Regions from separate parts of the Oryctolagus cuniculus genome. Here region 2 is linked to region 1. A link is a contact called in public Micro-C data. All regions are on one chromosome and are shown on one strand. Each heading gives the region's core, a stretch centred on a gene start, on an enhancer-like site or on the middle of the called end of the contact. The rest is flanking DNA. Distances are from core to core; before and after follow the strand shown. Region 1 holds the start of MED13L (mediator complex subunit 13L). Region 2 holds the start of LOC127484713 (a long non-coding RNA gene).

Evidence for each region. Hi-C and Micro-C count contacts between places; a contact is called where the count stands out from the background.
Region 2: a Micro-C map of ear pinna shows a contact between it and region 1, with 2.8 times the contacts expected there. The contact joins the enhancer-like site here to the promoter of MED13L in region 1. A contact is called at or near these places in 2 of 6 Hi-C or Micro-C datasets (ear pinna and an unstated tissue).

What each region holds. Positions count from the first base shown.
Region 1 is chr21:12,781,035-12,787,928 of mOryCun1.1, forward strand. It overlaps MED13L (mediator complex subunit 13L), which reads right to left and starts at 1,709. Exons shown (of 32, transcript XR_007911907.2): 1 at 1,577-1,709.
Region 2 is chr21:12,845,543-12,852,709 of mOryCun1.1, forward strand. LOC127484713 (a long non-coding RNA gene) reads right to left here and starts at 6,273. Exons shown (of 2, transcript XR_007911909.2): 1 at 6,135-6,273; 2 at 3,594-3,850. Within about 2 kb of position 2,504, at least 3 of the 8 cell types and tissues checked have an H3K27ac peak or open chromatin away from gene starts, as enhancers often do. A contact at or near this core is called in ear pinna, where this site is marked.

The sequences.
Region 1 (6,894 bases), core at 459-2,958:
TAAATACTGTAATGTATTTAATAAAATAATACTTCCACTTGAAAAGTTGGCAAGATTTTCTATTTCCCCACTATTCTCAAAGGGAAAAAAGCATCTATGCCACCCATAATTAAATGTAACTAATTACAATTTGAACACTAAATTATTTACCCAGCATAAACAAGGATTAAGAGGAAATAATGCTTCTATCTACAGCAGGGGTTACAGAAAATAATTTCCAAAATGCATGCTCTCCAAGAGTCCAGAGGCCCCCCCTCAAAAAAACAGGGTACACAACTTAAAATAAGTTTTTTTTTTTTAAGGTTAAATTAAATAAACCGTTCTGCCAATTTTCCAATTATATTCTACGCTTGAAACATAATTGCCTTACATCTGTTTACAAATCTTTGCTCAATATTTAAACAAATTCGTAGTCTCCCGGGCACATAGCTATACATACAGTAACTCATGCACAAAGCACACATTTAAAGACCACGCATTGCAATTATTAGTCTAAACACCAGGTTGAACAACGTGAATGTTTTCGGAGCTAGGTAATACGACCCAATAAAAAGCAAAGATGGCATTTACCACCAAATGTCACTGCCACCGCCAGGAAAGAGTTGCCGGAGCCCTATACATTTTTAATTTCGATGGATCCAGACGCCGTCGTCGGGTGCCGGGCTTCCGCGAGAACAATTGACACCCTAACTGCTTCAAGATTAAGGCAGGCGATGCAAATCCAGAGGAAAAGTTGTCAATTATCAGAGAGCGAGAGCGCGAGAGGCGAAGGCAGATAAAAGCGATGTTATCACACCGCCCAGCTTGTTGCTTTTGTGTGTGTGTGTGTGTGTGGATTTGTTGTCAGCAGAGAGAAAACAGTTTTTAGAAGACACAGGGGGAGAGGGAGGAGACGCTCTCTCCGCCCTCCGTCGGCTCGGGGGCCTGGCTCTCGGGGCTCCGGCGCGGGGAGCCCCGGGAGGCGGCCGGCAGGTCCGTGTTTACGAGCGCCGGAGCTCCGGGGGCGACGGTCCTTTAGCCACACAATCGCATTCAATCAACTGCTTTCGGGCGAAATTGCGGCTGTCATTATGGAATTTAAAAAAAAAAAAAAAATTCAAAAGGCAGGCGGGCGGCCGATCCGACAAGAGGGGCAAAGGCTGCTGCTGATGGCAGGCGCGGGGAGCACCAGGCAAAGCCTTCCACGTTTAGGAAGGAAGGGAGAGGAGAGGGAGAGGGGGAAAAAAAAAAAAAAAAAAAAAAAACGGGGAAGAGGGGAGGGGAAGGGGGGTGTGATTGCAACAGAGGGTGGGCGTTCGAAGTGCGACCCAGAATCCGCAGCTTGGAGACTTCCACATGCAAATTCCACGCCGAGCGCTGCGCTCACAAATGATTTTTAAAGAGCCAAATAAACACTGGATGGGATCCAAGGCGAGGGAGCGACGATCCAAAAGGGGGAGAATCAGCTAGAGGCGAACGGCGGGGAGAGGCGAGGGAGGGGCGAAGTCCCGGCGGCGGGAGGAGAAAGTTGGTCGGCGGCGGAGGTCGGAGACCCCCCCCCCCCGGCCTGCCCCCTCCCCACGGCCCGGCTACTCACCAGCGAGAAGAGGTTGGAGTGACAATCCTCCAGGCTCGCCCCGTTCGCCACCCAGTTCGCTGCCGCAGTCATGATCCTCCGCGAGCCCGGCCGCCAGAGCGGGGCATGTCGGAGCGAGGCGTCCGAGGCGAGGCCGGGCCGGGCGGCGGCGCCTCGCCGGGGAGCGCGGAGCGGCCGGGCCGCCGCCGCCGCCGGAGGAGGAGGAGGAGGAGGAGGAGGAGGAGGGCGGGAGGGCCGGCGGGCGGGCGGGAGGCGCCGCGGCGACGCCGCGCCGGGGGCGGCGGGCCCGGGCCGGCGGGGGGGTCCGCGGCGGCCGCGCGGCTCCTTCCTGCTCGGGCGGCGGCGGCGGCGGCGGCTGCGGCGGCGGCGGGGGGCGCTGTCCGCGCGGCCCGGCGCCCTCCCCGCCTCTCAGGGCCGCCGCTGCCTCCCGGGCCGGCGCTACGGGCCGGCCGCCGCCTCCGCCTTCCCTGATCCTCAGCCGCCGCCGCTGCCGCCGCCTTGTTTATCTCCAGCCACCGACTCCCCCTCGGGCCCCGCCGGCGCGTGAGGGGAGGCGAGCCCCGGAGCCGCCGCCGCCGCCGCCTCGGAGCCGCCGCCGCCGCGGAGCGCGAACTCGCGAAGGGGGGGGTGCGGACGAAGCCAGCGGGCGACCCCGGCAGCCGAGCGACGTCCCCTCCTTCCTCTTCCTCCCCCACCCCCCCCTCCTCCCCAGTCAGCCTCGCTTCTCCTCCCTCCCCGGGCTCGCTCGCTCTGACAGCAATGGCGGCCGCCGACCGCGGCTCGGCTCGCCATTGGCTGCCGCTGCGTCACGTGACGGGCGCCGGCCGCGCGGGGGGGCGGGGGGCGGGCGGGGGAGGGGCCCGGAGCGGCGGCGGCGGCGGCGGCGGCGGCGGCTCGCGGGAGGCGCTGCTGAGCCGAGAGCAGCCGCGTTCTCCGGCCGGGAAGAGGGAGGGAGCCGGAGAAGGAAAGAAAGAAGTGCAGGCGGCCGGCTCCCGTGGCGGGCGGCGGGCAGCCGACCCGAGGCTGCCGTGGGCGGCCGCGCGCTCTCGCGGGGCGCGGATCCTGGCGCGTTGGGGGCGCGATCGCCGGCCCCGAGCGGACCTGGTGTAGCTGCAGCCCCGCGGCCCTCGCCGGTGCTGCCGACCGCCCAGGCCAGCCGGTGTGACGAGGGCTCCCGTGGGCCGGGCAGAGGGTCCAAGTGCTTCGGAGTGTCCATCGAAGCCTCTACGCCTTTTGCCGAGGGGGAAGTCAAAGCACAGGGAGCTCAAGTCACTTGCCCGAGGTCTTGGGATTCGAACCCTTGCCACCAGCGTGCAGTGCAGCCAGGCTCGTACTGTACGCCAGGCCCTGTGCGTTCAATACAGACATGCTGGAGCGCGGGGATCCTAGTTCCTGTGTGCATTCATTCATTCATTGCATAAACGTCCCCTGAGCTCTTGCTCCATGCTGGGTCTGTTATAACTGCCGGGCATTGCGCTAACGCTGTGTTGGGAGCAGACGCTCCGCAGCGGGCCTCGGTCGGGGGTCGAGGGCCTGGGAGTCCGGAGGAACCCGATGTGCAGAGCCTGCCTCCCAACCTGTAGGCACTTGCTCTCTGAAAAGGTGGAAGCTGTTTCTGGTGGGTTAGACTAAAAGACAAAAAAAAGAGGGAGAGAGAGGAGTGTAATAAAAGGAGAGGAATCCTGGACGTATGAAAATTGAGCTTTGCAGCTACCAAAAATGCGGCTACGGTCAAGCCCCTTGTGAGCATCGGTTATAATGTTTAGTATCACAATCGACACTATGTTGTAACCTGTGGACACTTATAACCAATGTGCATACATTATTTCTCCTAATCCTCCCAAGGACCAGGGGAGGTAGATACTGTTACTAAGACTGTCATGAGGCAAAGCTCAGAGGGGGGCAGGGACAGCTCCAAGGTCTCTCAAACCCAGCGCGGCTGACTCCTGTGTCCCAGCGCGGATTCAGGAGGCTCGTGGAGAGATGCCTTTGGCTGGCTTTGCCATCCCTGGTTGTATTACTTTGACCATCGTGGTTTAACACTCTGATTTCCTAAACCTGTCAAACAGGGACCCTAATTAGCGACCCAGTGACCTCAGACCAATATCATGAATTACTGTTAAGACAGTGTTGACGGAAAAAAACAGCCACAGCACGTAACTACACCCGTGGCGTTACTTAAGTCTGAACAATCCAAGGATGCCATGGTCCGTGGTATACAGATTCCAATATTCACCCCCAGGAGGGATTTATCCTGCGTGCCAGGTCACCAAGTTCTCATTCATTCTTCGGCAAGTTAAGCTTTAACTTAAAAAAAAAAAAAAAATCCCCCAGAGCCTGGGGTAGGCATTTGACACAGTGGTTAAGTTGCTGCTTGGGATGCCTACATCCCATATCAGAGTGCCTGGGTTTAAGTCCTGGCTCCACTTCCTGTTAATGCCTCGGAATTCTGTGCTCCCCTTCACCCTGGCCCCTGGGTACTGCAGGCATTAAGGCAATAAGCCAGTGGGTGTAGGATATGTCTCTGTGTTTCTCTGCCTTTCAAACAAAATGAAAATAAATTTTTAAGAAAATCTCCTGGAGCTGGTGTTGTGGTGTAGCAAATAAAGCCGCCTGCAATGCAGGCATCCCATATTGGTGCTGGTTCATGTTCCGGCTGCTCTGCTTCTGATCCAGTTTCCCAGACCAGCAGAAGATGGCCCAAGTGTTTGGGTCCCTGCCTCCGATATGGGAGACCCAAATGAAATTCATGGAAACTGGAAGATCTGTGTGTGTGTGTGTGTGTGTGTGTCCCTCTCTGTTAACTTTGACTTTCAAATAAATAATCTTAAAAAAAAAAGAAAATTAAGACAAAAACAAACACAAATATGAACAAAGGATTTGGATAGTTTATAGACTAGAAAACACCAGCTACAAAATACATAGACAATGTTCCAGGCAGGTGTTCAGCCTAGTAAGGAAGACATTGGCTCCCTGTTTGCAGTACCTGGGTTCAGTTCCCGACTCTGGCTCCTGATTCCAGCTAATGTGGAAAACCAGAATTGAGCTCCCAGCTACCAGCTTCGGTGTGACCTGGCCCCAGCTGTTGTAGGCATTTAGGGAGTAAACCAGTGGATGGAAACCCTCTCTCTGCACTTCTCTAATTAATTCATTTTTAAAGAGGAAGATGCCTAGCTTCACTCTTTACTATGACTGTTTACGTCTTGCCCAAAGTTCCCAAGTTGAAACCGTAATCACCCCTCTAATGGTACTTTCTTTGGGAGGTGATTAGCAGGAGGGTGCAGCCCTCAAATAGGATTGGTGCCCCTATAAGAAGAGAACTTGCTTCTCCTCTCTCTGTCTGACACGTGAAGACCTCACCAGTTACTGCAGCTTGATCTTGAACTTCTTGGTCTCTAGAACTGTGTGAAATAAAATTTTGTTAGTAATTGGATTTTTTAAAGATTTATTTATTTACTTGAAAGGCGGAGTTACACAGAGATAGAAGTAGAGAAAGAGAGACGCGTCTTCCATCCACTGGGTCACTCCCCAGATGACTACAATGGCCAGAGCTGTGCCGATCTAGAGCCAGGAGCCAGGAGCTTCTTCTGGGTCTCCCATGCAGGTGGAGGGGCCCAAGGAATTGGGCCATCTTCCACTGCTTTCCCAGCCCATAGCAGAGAGCTGGAAAGGAAGTAGAGCAGCCGGGATACAAACTGGCTCCCACATGGGATACCGGCACTGCAGGTGGCAGCTTTACCTGCTACGCCACTGTGCTGGCCCCTAATAATTGTTTTAAACATTGAATTTTATCTGAAAGGCAGAGACAGGGCAGATAGAAAGTGATTTTCCACCTGCTGGTTCATTCCACAAATGCCCACAACAGCTGGATCTGGTCCCAGCAGAATCCAGGCACCTGGAAGCAATCTGAGTCTCCCAAGTGGGTGGCAGAAACCCAAGTACCTGAGTGATCACCTGTTGCTTCCCAGGGTGCACATTAGCAGGAAGCTGGAATCAGAAGCAGAGCCAGACTCAAACCCAGGTATTCAACCCAATATGGGTTGCAGGCATCCCAAGCGGCATCTTAATGGCTGCACCAGATGCTCGCCCCCTAAACTTCTGTTGTTTAAGCTGCCCAGTTTATGATAATTTGTTAAAGCAGCTCAACGACACTCATAAGAAAAACAGAAATTAAAGCCATAATAAGTATTGGCAATATTTTAAAAACTTAGACCAAATGTGGAGGAAGCAGAACTCATACACAATAAGTAGAAATATAAATTACACCAGTTTCAGGCATCTGTTCAATGAAGATCAAAATTTGTAATGTACATATCCTTTGACCCAGAAATCTACATCTTTTTAAAAAAAAAAAAAGATTTATTTATTTTATTTGAAAGGCAAAGTCACACAGAGAGCGAGGGAGAGACAAAGAGAGATCCGCTGGTTCACGCACCAGATGGCTACAATGACTAAGGCTGGGCCAGGCTGAAGCCAGAAGCCAGTAGCTTCATCTGGGTCTCCCATATAGGTGGTAGGGTCCTGAGCACTTGGGTCATCCTCCACTGCTTTCCCAGACACATTGGCAGGCATCTGGATCAGAAGTGGAGGAGCCGGGACTTGAACCAGCGCCCATGTGGGATGCAGCATCACAGGTGGCAGCTTAACGCTGTATACCACCACACAGGCCACAGCAATAGACTTCCTTTTTTTTTCTTTTTTTTTTTTTTTTTTTTTGACAGGCAGAGTGGACAGTGAGAGACAGAGAGAGACAGAGAGAAAGGTCCTCCTTTTCCGTTGGTTCACCCCCCAATGGCTACTGTGGCCAGCACACTGCACCGATCCGAAGCCAGGAGCCAGGTGCCTCTCCTGGTCTCCCACGCGCATGCAGGACTCAAGAACTTGGGCCATCCTCCACTGCCTTCCTGGGCCACAGCAGAGAGCTAGACTGGAAGAGGAGCAACCGGGACAGAATCCAGTGCCCCAGCTGGGACTAGAACCCGGGGTGCCAGCGCTGCAGGCAGAGGATTAGCCTAGTGAGCTGCAAAGCCAGCCAGCAATAGACTTCTAATAGTCTTTTCCACATAGATACCTGTACAGATTTATTAGGACATATAACTACAGTACTGTTTATAAGGCAAGAACTGGAGACAACCTACATGGCCATCATTTGGGGAATAATTAATATAATTTAATTACTTGCAACTATTAAAAGTAATGAATTGACCCTATGTATATTAATACAGAATAATTTCAGGAATAGATTATTGATTGGGATATGTTAGGAAGGTTTACTACCAATAATATTAGTTGCCTCCAGGGAGGGAAACTGGTAGTCT
Region 2 (7,167 bases), core at 1,254-3,753, 65 kb after region 1:
CCATAGCACGCGTGCTGGTCCGGACAGTGCTGTCCAGCAACCCCAAGCTGATCCTTGGGGAGATGGCGTGGTTTGGAGCTCTGGCTTCTTTTTCCACAGGGGTGTCTCGGCGAGCCTAGCAGAGAGCTGAGGACGGGTGGGAAGCGGAGAGCTGGGAACGCGGTGTTGGCTGCCAACAAAGAGATGAAGATGCTGATGGTGGCTCTTCCAGACTCACAAGCTGAGATTCCTGGCAGGCAAATTTTGTTGGACTGGGACAACGATGTTTGAAAAAATTAGGGGCAGGCGTTTGGCATAGCTGCTATGACGCCACTTGGAACACCCATACCCCACAGAGGGTGACTCGGTTCAACACCCGGCTCTGGCTGCTGACTCCAGGTTTACCCTGGGAGGCAACTGGTGATGACTGTGGGCATTTAGGGGAGTGAACCAGTGGCTGGGATATCTTCCCGTCTCTCTGCCTCTCATTAAGTGTAGGTGCTCTGGGGGCGGGGGGCAGCAATGCCCTTTTCTGCTTACTCTCATCCTTACCACGCCCCCATTGTACACCCAACGGCTTCTTCCACTGGGAGACACTTGACCGTACACTTGAAACCTTCTGACCAGAGTCCTGGCCTGTTAGCCTCCCTAGACAAGTGTTCGCCTCTGTGTGTCCTTGTCATGGATCACATGTGCTCCATACATGCAGTGACTGCTCTTGTGGTGTAGCAGGTGAAAGCCACCACTGGCGATGCCAGTACCCATATGGGTGCCAATTGGTGTCCCAGCTGCTCCACTCCCAGTCCAGCTCCCAGCTGATGGCCCGAGAAAAGCAGTGGAGGCTGCCCCCTGCACCCACATGGGATACCTGGAAGAAGCTCCTGGCTCCTGACTCCTGCCTGGCCCAGCCCCGGCCGTTGTGGCCATCCAGGGATTGAACCAGCAGATGGAAGATTTCTCTCTCTCTCTCTCTCTCTCTCTCTCTCTCTCTCTCTCTCTCTCTAACTCTTTCAAGTAAATAAATGAATCCCTTAAAAGAAAAGAAAAAGTGAGTACAAACCTGTATCAGAAGTAAAAGCAAGCTGGCGCGTGGCTCAACAGGCTAATCCTCTGTCTAGCGGCGCCGGCACACGGGGTTCTAGCCCCGGTTGGGGCAACGGATTCTGTCCCGGTTGCCCCTCTTCCAGGCCAGCTCTCTGCTGTGGCCCGGGAGTGCAGTGGAGGATGGCCCAAGTGCTTGGGCCCTGCACTCCATGGGAGACCAGGAGAAGCACCTGGCTCCTGCCATCAGATCAGCACGGTGCGCCGGCCGCGGTGGCCATTGGAGGGTGAACCAACGGCAAAGGAAGACCTTTCTCTCTGTCTCTGTCTCTCTGTCTCTCTCTCACATTGTCCACTCTGCCTGTCAAAAAAAAAAAAAAAAAAAAGAAGAAGAAGTAAAAGCAGCAGCTCATGTCATGTTGGGTTCCTGCGAAGATGGAGAAGTCACTTCCACCTGTGCTGGATACGAAGGAAGCAAGCATGGAGTGTTCGTTCCCTTGAGAAGGGGATGATCTCCCAGTGGGATCCATTCCGCCTCTGGCACCATCTGACTTCACGCCGGAGGAAAAGCCAAACGCGAGTCTCTAAGCCAGAAGAGGGGGAAAGGAAAGTCCCTTGGGGGCTGCCAGTGCTGGGGCCGCAGCGTCCAGGGGGCAGTGCGCCAAGACCAGGGGCCTTGCAAGAGCCCCTCCCGCCCCCTCTGCCCCCAGTCCTTCCTGAACTTTCCATCCTTTTGTCGACTCTAATTACTGGAACCCGCAGGATGAATTCCTTCTCGACCCACTTTCAGGATCTTTGTGCGGCCGTGGAGCAAGGAGTCCTCCGTGGGTTTCTCTGTTGCTTTAACACAGCAAGACTTGTACCGTGCTTCTCGGCACACGTGCGTTTGAACTAAGTGAGCGTTTGTCTCTGACCTGGAGGAAGCGGTTCAAAGACGGCTCCTTCTCAGCCGATTCCAACACGGCCTCTACGATGACTCAACGAAGAGCAACGGAACTTGTGAAAAACAAAACAAAACAAAGCAAAAAACCAAAACCCTCCTTTGAGAATAATCAGATGGACAAATGTCAACAACCTATCATTTTAGAGCAGCCAAGTGAGTATAGACCAGGCGCTGGCAAGGTTGTAAGGAGCCTACGCCCGTGTGTTCACAGGTGCTGGGTAGCAGCTTTATAATACAGCGATCTATGTCAGGGGTCATGAAAGACGGTTCTGCCCACGGATCCAGGATCTCATTCCTGGGAAAGCATCCAAAGGAAATGGCTGAAAAGACGGAAAAAGCTGTGTATGTAGAGACTTTCCCCGCACTGAGAGACAGGGGCGGCAACATAACACACGGGCTGGCACACTCGTGGGCCACATTCAGCCAGAAGCCTGTTTTCTGATTTTTTTTTCTCACCAGCAACCCAAAAATGTTTTTTTAAAACGTCTTTAAAAATGGCTGAAATAAACAAACAAACAAAAAGAGCACATGATGTTTGCTGAGCCCTGGAAAAAGAGAAAACTGGATAAAGAGTCTAAAAAACACGGGGGACTGGTTTTGTACAAACCCTCAAGCTTTGCAGAATATGAAACTGAACGTCCACCGTGACCTCAGCCATGTGAAAATATGCCCTGAGCCACAGACAGGAAGAGAAGGTACAAACAAAGCGTGTGGTAGGGAGTGATTCAAAGTGATTTATTTTTCTTTAGAAATGTCTTAACAGAAAAAGAAAGTCAGATGCTCGCGGGCGGGGTTTTATTGTGTGCATGTGTTGGTGTACTGTGTAGGCATCAACGCTGGAGCTGTGTGGGCAGGGGTTGGGCCCGGTGGCTAAGTCCCCATTGGGATGCCCACATGACGAATTCGAGTCCCAGCTCCTCTGCTCGCAAGCCAGCTTCCTGCCTGTGCACACCCCGGGAGGCAGCAGGTGACGGCTCAGCTGTCCGGGTTTTCTGCTATACACGTGCGGGAGACCTAGACTGGTTCCCATCTCCTGGCTTCCCCCTGGCTGTTGTGAGCATTTGAGAAGTGAACTAGTGGATGGAAGAGCTCTTGGCTTTCTGCCTTTCATATAAGATGAAAATAAAGGAATAATCTTTCAATGATGCTGTGGCTCTGTATGTATTGAGATGGAAACACACCTGTGCCATTCTGGCTGGTGACTCCTCTCTGTAAATTCAACACTGATGTGCCCATGTGAACCTATAGGGAGAACATTCTGGAAGGACAGGTGCCCAATACAATGACAGCAACTATCTCTGGGTGATGGGATTTGGGGTGAAATTTATTTTATTTTATTTTTACTGTTTAGTGCTTTATGTTTTTCTCAGTGACTATTTTTTATTTTTAGAATCATGAAACAAAGTACTTTCTTGAAAACGTTGGTAAAGTTGTGAAAATGTTTTTTACAATACAGGAGAAAACGACGTCCTATGCAAGGTGCTAGGAGTTTGCTATCCTTCACAGCTACTGGCCCGCTTTGTCACTCTGACTCCACCTTAAATGCCACTTTTACCCACAGACTCAGACACCAAGCCCTGGACTTGATTTGGGTGCAAAATTCAAGATGGTACACAGAAGCTCAGTAATCAAGATAAATCCTTTAATGCCATATCCTTTTTGTAAAGATTTATTTATTTATTTGAAAGGCAGAGTTGCACAGAGAGAGAAGGAGAGGCAGACAGGGAGGTCGTCCATCTGCTGGTTCACTCCCCAACTGGCTGCAATGGCCAAAGCTGCACCAATCTGAAGCCAGGAGCCAGGAGCTTCTTCTCGGTCTCCCACGTGGGTGCAGGGGCCCAAGGACTTGGGCCATCTCCTACTGATTTCCCAAGCCATAGCAGAGAGCTGGATCGGAAGAAGAATAGCCGGGACTTGAACTGGCGCCCATATGGGATGCCAGCACTGCAGATGGCGGCCTTACCCTCTATGCCACAGCACCAGCCCCAAATGCCATGTATTTTTTTAAAAAAATCAAAACGAATTACAAAATCCATGATGGACAGAATATTAAAATTTAAGGGACCGGCGCTGTAGTGTAGCGGGCAAAAAGCCACCACCTGCAGTGCCAGCATCCATATGGGTGCCGGTTTGAATCTTGGTTGCTCTACTTCTGATTGAGCTCTCTGCTATGGCCTGGAAAAGCAGTAGAAGAAGTCCTTGGGCCCCTGCACCTGCGTGGGAGACCCAGAAGAAGCTCCTGGTTCCTGACTTAGGATTGGCACAGCTCCAGCCTTTGAGGCCATTTGAGGAGTGAACCAGCAGTTGTAAGACCTCTCTCTCTTTCTCTCTCTCTCTCTCTGCCTCTGCCTCTCAAATAAATAAAGTAAAATCTTTTTTTAAAAAAAAAGTATATTAAAATTTAAAATCAAGGTAGAATCTGTGTCACTGATTTTTCTTTTCCCTTCAGTCTTCAGCACGGCTTGGCACGGCTCTGTTACTGAGTTTCTCACCATTTCAAAGGCTAGTATTTTGTTCATCATGGATTTGTTTGGGCATTAATTTTTATTTTGAAAATATTATATTAAAGTACTGCTTATTTTGACATTGAGTTTTTTTTGGCACCCTTTCAATATACCAGAAATCTTTGGACATTTTTAACAACTTCACTAGCATCTATAAATTGTATCAATAAAGCTATTTAAAAATTATTTGTAGGTGCCAAAATTTGCATTTTATGTAATCTTCGTGTGTCACAAACATTCTCAAAAATTTATTTTCATTTATTTGAAAGTCAGAGAGAGAAACATGTTTCATGCTGGTTCACAAGCCCACAAGGCGCCAGGGCCAGGCCAGGCTGAAGCCAGGAGACCAGAAGTCAGGAGGAGTCGCCCACGTGGGTGGCAGGGACCCAACCACTTGCGCCATCACCTGCTTCCTCCCGCGTGTGCACTAGCTCCAGGAGGCTGGGTTGGGAGCGGAAGAGCGTGGACTTGAAGCAGGTGGTGTGGGATGTAGACGTTCGGAGCAGTAGCTCACAGCTACATCGCAACGTCTACCTCTTTTTTTTGAGCTTTTCCCCCTCAATGTTTATAAGTGTGGAAACCATCCTTAGCTTGTGGGCTGCACAGAAACACCCAGCATGGCGCACACACAAAAACAGGCAGCAAATTGGGCTAAGGATGTAGAAGCCTAAGGATGGTTTCCACACTTGTAAACGGTTGGGAGATGAAATCAGAAGAAGAGTATTTATAATACGTCACTATTATATAAAGTTCAAATTACTACTGACCTCTAAGTTGAGCATGGGACTTTCTTGACTCAACTTGATGAACAATGGATTGAAATTAAAAAATAGATGACCGGCCTTTTTGAAGAATTTTTTTGTAACTCAAAGGTTGAATATGTATTTTCTTTCTTTCTTCCTCCCTCCCTTCATTAACTTCTTCCTTTCTTTTTTCTTAAAGATTTTATTTATTTGTTTATGAGATAGAGTTACAGAGAGGGAAAGACAGAGAGAAAAATCTTCCATCCACTGGTTCACTCCCCAAATGGCTGCAATGGCCGGGGCTGGGCTGATCCAAAGCCAGGAGCTTCTTCTGGGTCTCCCATGTGGGTGCAGGGGCCCAAGGACTTGGACCATCTTCCACTGCTTTTCCTGGCTACAGCAGAGAGCTATATCGGAAGTGGAGCAGCCACGAACCAGCACCCATATGGGATGCGGGCACTGCAGGCGGAGGCTTAGCCTACTACGCCACAGCGCCAGCCCCTCTTCCCTTCCCTTCCCTTCCCTTCCCTTCCCTTCCCTTCCCTTCCCTTCCCTTCCCTCCCCTCCCCTCCCCTCCCCTCCCCTCCCCTCCCCTTCCCTCTCCCCTCTCTTCTCTTCTCTCTTCTCTCTTCTCTTCTTTCCATTTCTTTCTTCCTTTCCTTGAGAGACAGAGGGACAGGCAGAGAGAACTCCCATCCGGTGGTTCACTCCCCAAATGCCACGACACCATGTCTTCCAGCAGAAGAAGGGCTAATCCCTCTGGCTTGGGCTGCTTAAGGAGCTATGGGCTCAGCACCTCGCACAGAGGCCCACCTTGGGTGTCCGTATTTCCAGGAATGCCAGGGCTGGGCCAGGTTTCAGGCAGCTTGCCCTGGCAGCCCAGGTCGGTGGAGGGGGCATTGTACCAGCTCAGATCCCACCTACCTTCTGGTTCTCTCCTTGGTCTCTTCCTGCCATGACTGTCCCCTCTCCTTGCTCCCTTTCTCAGCAGAGGTTTTAATGAGTGTCCAAGTGGCCACCACCTAGCAGCTTATCTGCTCCATTACTGCATGACAGGGCTGTAAAAGTGCAGATAACCCCAGCTCCCTGCAGGAGGGCCGCTGCCTTATCAGACGCCGCTGCAATAATTAACCATGCGGGCAAATAAAACCCAATATTGGACAGCGGCTGCCTCCTCTGTGACCCAAAGCTCCTGCTTCAACAGCTGCCCGTTGGCCTGGCTGTTTCCTGATTGCTCCGCCTCCATGTTCCCTTCTGTTTTCCTGAAATGTCCTGTTCCGCCTCCTGTTCCCTTGGGTAGCACCCCCCCCCCCCCGACACACACACCAAAATGTCTAGATTCCCAGCTTTCATTCACCCTCACCCTTGAAAACCTCTCCTCTCCCCTCCCCTCCCCTTCCTCTCCAGCCCGAGGCTTTCACACTCCCCAAGTCTTCTACTTCAATCTGTCAACGTCACTGCATCATTGGTTTGTTGAGGATGAGACGAGATCCCAACTTCATGCCTGACCCACAGTGGGTGCTCACTGGGAAGCTGCCAGCAGCGTGCCAGTTGATGTGTTAAATAGCAGTGCTTAGTGTGGGGTCTTCAAGCCATTCCTAAAAAAGGAATGATAAAAAAAACAGTGCATAGATTTCAATATTTTTTAAAAAGATGTATTTATTTATTTGAAAGGCAGAGCAACAGAGAGAGATGAAGAGACACAGAGAGAGAGAGAGAGAGAGAGAGAGAGAGAGAGAGAGATCTTCCACTCAATGGTTCACTCCCTCCAAATGGCCACAAGACGCCAAGAACCAGGAACTCCATCCCGATCTGCCACGTGGTTGGAGGCAACGCAAGTACTTGGAGCATCCTCCACTGCTGCCCAGGCACATTAGCAGGAAGCTGGATCGGAAGCAGAGCAGCTGGGACTTGAACCATCTCCCTGATAGGGGACGCCAGGGTCGCAAGTGGCAGC